Linked DNA regions of Mus musculus: all the other regions are linked to region 3. Evidence: chromatin contacts called from public Hi-C data. All regions are on one chromosome and are shown on one strand. The core of a region is the stretch at or near the end of the contact, and the rest is flanking DNA. Distances in the headings are between cores, read along the strand shown. Region 1 overlaps Nfib (nuclear factor I/B). Region 2 has its middle 130 kb from the start of Mpdz. Region 3 has its middle 3.4 kb from the start of Gm46886.

Region 1 (2,700 bases), core at 136-2,635, 470 kb before region 3:
CATAACTGTCTGTAAGTCCAGGTTCTGTTGCTACTCTTCTGGCCTCCATAGGTACCAGGCATGTGTGTGGTATGCATACATGCATATAGACAAAACACTCATGTACATGAAATAAACAAATCTTAAGAAATTTTAGGGGAATGCTGGAGAACAAAGAGTACGCATAATGCACCCTTGGAAAGGGCTCAGGAAGTCTCAGTGAGTAAAGCTGATTGCGTTGTGACCTTGGTTTGGATCCTAAGCATCCAGCTCCAAGCTGGGCATGGCTCGCACCTGTCATCACAATGCCAGAAGGCAGACTCAAGGAGGATCTTCAAGGCTTGTAGGAGAGCCAGTGTAGCCGTAGAGGAAAGTTCCTGCATCAGTGAGAGACCCTGCCTCCCCAGACTGAGATGAAAAGCTATCGAGGAAGACACCTGATGCCTGTCTCTGGCCTGCACACGTTGGTGCTCAGATGAGCACACATGCATGGACGTGTGTACATACGCAGTATTGCATTAGAGAGATGCTAGGCCTTCCCCCATTACAATGGGGATGGAAAGGAAAGCAGTGTGGGGCCATATAGTTAAAGGTAGAAACGCAGGATACATAGTGACAAATCACAATAAATGGAATGAGTGCCACCACTCTGTCAGCTCCATGGAACTCATCCTTTACCTCTGAATTCTGGCAGCACAGGTGGTTGCTGGATTCAACCGAAGCTACCTCATCACTGCCAATGATTACAGGATAGCACATGGGGCCTAAGGTGTCTCACAGCCCGAGCTTAAACTTGTGGAACTCCCTAAAAGAAAAGCCCAATGGTCTCATTATTGCAACATTTGACATCTGGGCACACAGCATTTTAGCTGGATTTCAGTTTTGAGAGGGGAGGGGTGGTGTGCAGAGACAGAGGTAGAGACAGTAGACATTTTTTCTGGGGCTAGTTCCTTTATTTGTCCTTTACAATTTTTTTTTATATATTCCTAGCATGAAGAAATCAATGCATCTTAGTTTCACACAGCCCCCCTCTACTTCCTGCTTCTTCCTTCATTTCCTCATTCCTTTCCTTCTTGCCTTTGTCCCTCCCCCCTTTCTCACTGCCCCCTTAGTCAGCTCCTGTGCCTTGCAGAGATGAAAGGATTCTGGGTTTTATTTCACTTTTCTCAATTAGGTGGGATTTGTAATATAGACAGTTCCTCAAATTCAAGGTGTTTGCTGGAGAAAAGCAAAAAAAAAAAAGGGGGGGATTCTTTACAATGTTATTTGAATGATATAAAAGGACCACAGCCTCTAAAAGAGAAGCCAATTGATCTTGCCTGCGTTTTCTAAACACGAATACTGGGTTGGGGCTCAGAGTACAGGCACATTTCACCACTGCAAATGGCAACTGGCCCGTGCATGGGCTTCCACAGTAAAGTGTGATCAAGAGGATTTCATTTTACCTTCTCACACAGATCTAAATGAGCTGCTTTAATTAGCGGAAGGCATTGAGGGTTCACCTGTGACAGGGATGGAATTTGGAACCAGATCCCTGTGTTCGCGTTTCTAACTTGTAGCCTTCAAATAATGCTTTGTGGTTTCTCAAGCAGCTTTAGGGAGCAAAACAAAACAGTACGTTGTGGTACCATCTCTTATCCGTGTGGGAAATGCCCTTGGGCTCTGTGACAGTCTGCATCCCTGCCCAGCCGCAGTGGCCTTTGCCCTGGCCAGGCACAGGCCGGCGACATTTCAGGAGGCCGCTTGGCAGCCATTTTAGATCTGCCCGCGCAGAGCCCTGGCTGCCAAGAGCTGCAGCCACTCCGTGCCAAGACACTCTTGGCAGTGGAGATAAACTTTGTAGAGATACACAGTCCAGAAATATCTTATAATTACAAAGCACAGGGGGCAGAATGTTTTTACAATACAGCTGTGCTAATGTAAACATTTAATTTGGCAGCCTTCTCCACCCACTTTTCAATTAACCGGGTTTATGCAGATACTTTAGCTCTGTAATAAACTTTATTGCTACTTCTCTTAGAGTACAGTTTATGAAACACAGATTTGAGGGGCTTGGGGGGGGGGCGCTGTCCATCCATTTAGGAAAGCACACTGTGGATGTTAGGTTGCCATGAAGGGGAAGTGTAGCTTTCTGTCTCGAAAATGCCACAGTCCTGGCTTGACTCAAAGAATTGCTTTGGGGGAAAAATGTGGGGGCTGTCTCCTTTGGCTCCCAAAGCATGCAAGAAGATATTAATAGAAAGAGGTAAAATCGCTTATGTAGCTGCATAAAGACACTCGTGTTGGTGATCATTAAACAGGGTAAATGTCCCCTGCAATGCATGAGACGGCTTCAGAGACAAATTCCCGATAACAGTTCTTACAGATATAATTATAATAATTGTGTGATCGCCGTGATAATTATTCTTATAGACTGAAAGAAATAATTTTCTATCTAGAGTAGCGTTCAACTGTTCTGCTCACAAAGACAGTCAATAGATCTTTTTTAGCTAACCTAAAAAAATTGTAGAGGTCATGGGGGGTTTTCCAGCTAAATTTAGAATTAATTGACTTTGTAAAAAAAGACCCCCTCCAAATAAGGAATATGACATCATAGTCAACGAGGTGTCTTTGCAGTGATTTGCTTATACAGTTCTCCAAAATTAGGGAAAGCCGTGCATACATACATACTCATGCCATACATACCAATGCATGTTCTTTTAAAACAGATTTTAAAATGTA
Region 2 (2,700 bases), core at 147-2,646, 370 kb after region 3:
CACACACACACACACACACACACACACACACACACACACTCACACGGTGCATCTCGAGGTGCTCATATACTTTTATCCACCAGGAGTTATACCACCTGCCAAATCATACCTCATCTTCCAACCTTGTCACCCTAAAGCGAAAAGGATTTGTATTTTCACTCCAGCCCATAACTGGTAGAACCTTATCCCATTTCTGCTTCTCTTTACATTCATTCTGCCAAATCCGTGTGGTCTCTCTCTGACATTCTCTATCAAACTGAAGAGATTGTGTGAGGTCAGTGACACAGAAGAACTTGTGTTCGGGTTTATAGGGAACCCGAAAGCTGGAGAGATGCAAGGAACTCGTGAACTCACAAGAAGAAAGAAAAGCAAGAAGGTGTGTGGAGAGAGCTCACGTGAACAGCAGAAATAGATGAGATCATGCCTGGTGGAGTGAGAGAACAGGACTGGGATTTGCTTTACCAGGTTGTCATTTCCAAGATGAGTAACTCTTCAGGCTTATTTTTCTTGAGGATATTAAAAACTTAGTGAAACGGATGCTCAGATTCTAATTATAAATAGCAGTTACAATAAGCTCAGGAACCCAGCTAATTCACATAACCCTCTAGAAGCATCCGTTAGGCAAATGAATGTGCTCTACCCAGTGTCTGTAGGTCCGTTGCATTGAGTCCACCTACAGTAAGGAATAGAGTAGCTTCTCTTTCTTGAAGGGTTATTTTTTTATTACTAATTTAACTGGTGTTAAACTGGTGAGCATATGAGTGTCACTACAATTTGGAGTTCGGTTCACCAAAGTATGTTTTTGTACATTGATGGCGAAACCGAGAGATCTGTTCTCCCTGCAATGCTGTGAGATGCTGGGGGCCCAGCAGCTTTTTCAGCTCACAGCAATGAAGCATGTACCAGCAGAGTGGGCTGCTTGCCTTGTCGGAAAGAAAGAATCTTGGGAACTCTCTGTCCTGCTGGAGTCTATGGCAGCAAACCGATTTTAACATCCCTTTTCACCAAATGAGATTTTTTTTTACTTTTTCAGATTCCTAAATCATGAGCCAAACTCGTATAAACCATTCAATATGTCATGGAAGACCTCCACTGTAAAATTACTATGTTGAATTTCCAACTTTTTTTGTGTGTGTGTGTGTGTGTGTTCAAAAAATTTAAAAACACAACAAAACAAAACATTTCTCCAACACCAGAAACATGATCAACTCCAAATCCAGAAAGATTTACAAATGCCAGAACATGGTTATCTCCCAGCAAACATACCATTTCTTTGTTTCATAGGACACTAAGGATGAATTATTCATGAGACCTGATTTCACATGCTTATTGTGTCTGGTGGCAAAGTCCCCGCCTGCTCAGCCTCGGGAAAGCTGGGGCCTCTCTGCTGCACAGGGCATGGTGCCATCCAGGGACCAGCCATGTGCTCACGAGTTACTGGAGCAGGGCAGGCAGCTCCAGTGGTCTCAGCTGTGCAGACAGCTGTTTGCCCACCGTCTGTGATGGCAGAAATGTGTGGTGGGTTTATCCTGAACAGCGTGCTCCCCCACCCCCTCAACCACACATGTGCTAGCAGGCTCTTACACACACACACACACACACACACACACACACACAATTCCATGCTGAGCATCCTAGTCTCCACCATCACCAGAGGAAAGAGAAGCCCCGAGATTTGGAACCCAGAATGAGCAGTTGACAGGAGTGGAGAACAACTCCTAATCTTACATGCAACACTGTTGGAGGAGTGTCTGTAGCCTCCTCCAGACCCAAGTTTCTCTTGTCAATTTGGTATCAAAAGGTTTGTGCATGCATGAAATTCAAAATGATTTATTGTTCATATACTGCTTTATTTAGTTGCTTAATAGGTTGATGGATGTGCAAAGGTCCTACATAAAGCAGAGGCCTCTTTTTTTTTTTTCCCAAAAGGAAAAAAAAAGTAAAGAAATAGATTGCCACCAGGAGTTTCATCCCATAGTAAAGACAGCCCTTCTAAGCTGGCTTGTGTTTGTAAAGAGTTCCCTTTGTCTCTTGCCTGCTACCTATCTCTGATATTTAGTAGTACACAATGCTACTACACCTTAGACACTACGGGAAGTGACAGGGATGAAGAGAACAAATATCCGGAGTACACCCTGGAGTTCTTTCTAAGCTCCATCCAATCTGTAGTAGGCAGTTCTTTCTTGGTGGAGCTTGGGGTAAAACAGACTTGCCCATCTCCAACAACAGAAGTCATTAGCATCCCATGGCCTCCCTTCTCTACGGAGAGAGATGCAGGGAGGGAAATCCTCTATGCTGGCTTCCTCCGTTGTGCCTCTTATCATTTGGTTCTTTTGCAGACACTGGACTACTTTCATTTTATAAGGACGCACTCCTCCCCAACTAGCATAGGTAATAAAATGAAATTCTCTAAAAACGTGGAAAAGATGGCTGTCAGAGAAGTTCCACCAACCTTTTACTAGCCTGTCTTGAATTTTATTTATTACTTCATTAGAGGTTCTAATATTTTGATTCAGTCTTGGTGAATAGGAGTCAAACTAGGGAGGGGCAAATTTGTTTATAGCAAGTGGCGGTTGAATTTGTGCAGAACTCTTACTCGATCAATGTTCCGTGCAAGCGACATTTGCACAGGCTCTCTGTAACCTCTTTTCCAAACAAACTCTAATTTGACATAATGCAGTGGAGAATGGCACCAGTCAT
Region 3 (2,700 bases), core at 119-2,618:
TTAAGGAGCCCTCACAAGTTCACTAATGTTGAGGGAAATGTATTTGCTTTTATCGATTCATTCAGAAAACTTTGGCTGGTGTTTTCATGGCATTCAGTAATTTTCATACAAGTACATGTAGTTCACTTTGAGCACATTCCCCAAGCTCCGTGCCTTTCTGTCTCACTCTGGTGTTTAGTTGCCAAGGTCGAAACACAATAGCTACCTATGACAGTTCTCTTTGCTCCAGATGCTGCCTCATAGGTTTTCCTGTGGTCCTCCACATAGCTTGTCCAGAGGCCCCACACTCCCATAAGAAATGCCTTGTTAGGGAGAAATCAAATGGTCTCAACTTCCTTCCCTCAGTGTCCTTACAGGAAATATTCTTGCAGCCCTCATCTGGGCATCGCTAGGTTGGCTGATGGCTCCCATGAGCAAGAAGTCTTTCCTGTTTCTCTTGCTAGACAACCATGGATGGCTCATTTCTGCCTTTGAATTTTCCAAATGGTTATGGATTGCTGGAAAACTCTTACACATTCTTTTGAGGCCTAAGGTTTCAGGAAAATGGTCATCCCTTGCATAGAGCGAGGTTGTATCTCTCTCTATCTCCTCCGAGAAGGAGTGAGTTGGTGCAAACACAAGAGACCACTTCCAAACAAGGTTTCTGGGGGAAAATTCTCACCTTTCTGTTCCTTGCACATGAGCCAGCAACTCAGGACTCCTCCAGTGTGCTTCTTTCTAATTCTTAATTTAATGGACTATCTTACTTCTTTTTAACTATTTTCCATTTAAAATTAGCATATATTACATATGTGGTTTAAAAAAATGTAAAATTCTGTTGGTTTTTAAATGTCTTCTTTAAATCTTTTTTGTTGTTCTTAGTATTCCTGTCTATAAAATGGGCAAGAGCACATAACATGTTTCCTCACCACAGGACAGCTGTTGGTGTGTTTGGTTGAAAATGCAAGGCCCATTATAAAAGAAATACTCAGAAACATGAGCTCCTTCACTTCCTTCATGTTTTATAGCACTCTTTTTTTTTTCCTGGTGGATATAAAGAGCAGCATCAACTGAGATTAAATTCCTCCAACTTAATTCTTGCTTCCAACTCTAGCTAATTACTTGAACAGCACTAGCAAAGAAAAGCTGACACAAGAAACTGGACAAGGTCTGTGTCTCCAGTGCTCTGAGGAGAGAGCAATAAGTAAGGTGTTCTGCACAGCTCAATAATTTGCACCACAGGAAAGCCGTACTTCCAAGGGCAGGCAATATGTCTGCAGCATCCTCCTGGAGGAAGAAGGGCCAGGAGCTCATCTTTATGGCTTGAGGCTTGAAAGCTGCTTAACTGGGCGGAACGCCACCTCCTTGCCATCAAAGCTGTCCACCTGGCAGTGAATCTCAATGAGACAGCTGACTGGCTCAGCGTACAAGTTGCCTTGCCAAGGGGATGAGAACGTAACCAGAAGGTCTTTCAGGAAATCTGTTTAGGATGTGGGGGATGAAGAGGAAGAGAAGGATCAATCCTTCCCTTGTGTGAGGTGAAGGAGAAGGAGTCCTGCCTGCCTGCTCTTTGCTACACAAACCAGTTGGAGCTTTGCAGAGCCCTTTGCTCACTCAGTCCTAAATTCTGGTTGGCTCTTATTTTAGAGTCCAGCAGTAGTGTCAAGCAGTAAGTGCCATTCCTTTGAAAATACAATATGGATGCTGGCTCAATTCAAAGAATGAAGGTAAGAAGGGACTTGAAAATCATTCTCATTAGGCTGGTTGTCATGCTGAATACAAGAATTCCCAGCACTCTGGAGAATGAATTAAAAGGATCGTGACTTCTCATACATCAAGGAATACATAGCAAGTACCTGTCTTAAAAATACAAAACAAGTAAATGAACAGAAAACTATATTTGTGAGACAATTACAAATACAAACAAGAATCTTATAGTAAAGACACAAAGCTATTATTGTTAGACTGCTAGCTTACAAAAAATTGAAGTTAGAAAATATAGTGAATTGTTTCTCTTCTCCAAATGTTTAGAATTATTAACCAAATCATTAAGAAAACTTCTAATTTTACAATACTTGCTATATGCCAGTTACCAGATTCACCACTTCATGCAAATGCTTGCTTTTACCCACTGGCCTTGAGAATTTACAGGTAGGTATTCTCCATCTCTAGTCAAAACAAAACAAAACCAGGCAACTTTTATAAGCTGCCCCTAAACATACAGTTATCGAGAAACCCAAGATACGACCCCTCTTTTCTCCTACCCCAGAATTTTATCTCTTAGTCTGCAAACATTTGTGATCAAAGCTCTTTATAACATATTGAACATTGGGGCTGAAGAAAGAGTACTGAGAATACACACTAAGGAGAATACACACACTCTGTGTCTGTACCCTGAATTCTGGTGCTAGAAGCGGCAAAGATGACAAAGAATAAAATCTGAGCATAATCTTCAAAAATTCAATAGCTATAAGTTATGACAAAACAGTGCTTCCTTTTGGTATAGCAATGGTGGAAAATACTCATTTTATTCAAACAATATATATTATATATGTTATATATAGCATAAATGTATATAATTTACCCCCCCCCCCATTAGTTTGAAATTGAAGGAATGAAATTCAGAAACAATGTTAAAACAAAAGGAAAGAGTACGAAACTTGTGGGTTGAATCTCTAAAGGCAAGAGGTACTCAATCTAAGTCATTCAGAAACGCTATTT

Evidence for each region. Hi-C and Micro-C count contacts between places; a contact is called where the count stands out from the background.
Region 1: a Hi-C map of cerebellar granule neurons shows a contact between it and region 3, with 2.1 times the contacts expected there. The contact joins two enhancer-like sites. A contact is called at or near these places in 2 of 484 Hi-C or Micro-C datasets (cerebellar granule neurons and cerebellum).
Region 2: a contact with region 3 is called in a Hi-C map of cerebellum, with 2.9 times the contacts expected there. The contact joins two enhancer-like sites. A contact is called at or near these places in 12 of 484 Hi-C or Micro-C datasets (the Patski cell line, cerebellar granule neurons, cerebellum and 6 more) and 3 of 115 datasets of contacts at active chromatin or transcription factors (astrocytes, heart atrium and neural progenitor cells).

Annotation. Positions count from the first base shown.
Region 1 is chr4:82,403,531-82,406,230 of GRCm38.p6, reverse strand. The region is part of intron 2 of Nfib (nuclear factor I/B); the gene reads left to right. Among named protein-coding and RNA genes, the nearest start is that of Nfib, 100 kb to the left of the region's middle. Within about 2 kb of position 1,385, at least 82 of the 459 cell types and tissues checked have an H3K27ac peak or open chromatin away from gene starts, as enhancers often do. A contact at or near this core is called in cerebellar granule neurons and cerebellum, where this site is marked.
Region 2 is chr4:81,566,842-81,569,541 of GRCm38.p6, reverse strand. No RefSeq gene overlaps it. Among named protein-coding and RNA genes, the nearest start is that of Mpdz, 130 kb to the right of the region's middle. Within about 2 kb of position 1,396, at least 35 of the 459 cell types and tissues checked have an H3K27ac peak or open chromatin away from gene starts, as enhancers often do. A contact at or near this core is called in cerebellar granule neurons and cerebellum, where this site is marked.
Region 3 is chr4:81,936,224-81,938,923 of GRCm38.p6, reverse strand. No RefSeq gene overlaps it. Among named protein-coding and RNA genes, the nearest start is that of Gm46886, 3.4 kb to the right of the region's middle. Within about 2 kb of position 1,368, at least 9 of the 459 cell types and tissues checked have an H3K27ac peak or open chromatin away from gene starts, as enhancers often do. A contact at or near this core is called in cerebellar granule neurons and cerebellum, where this site is marked.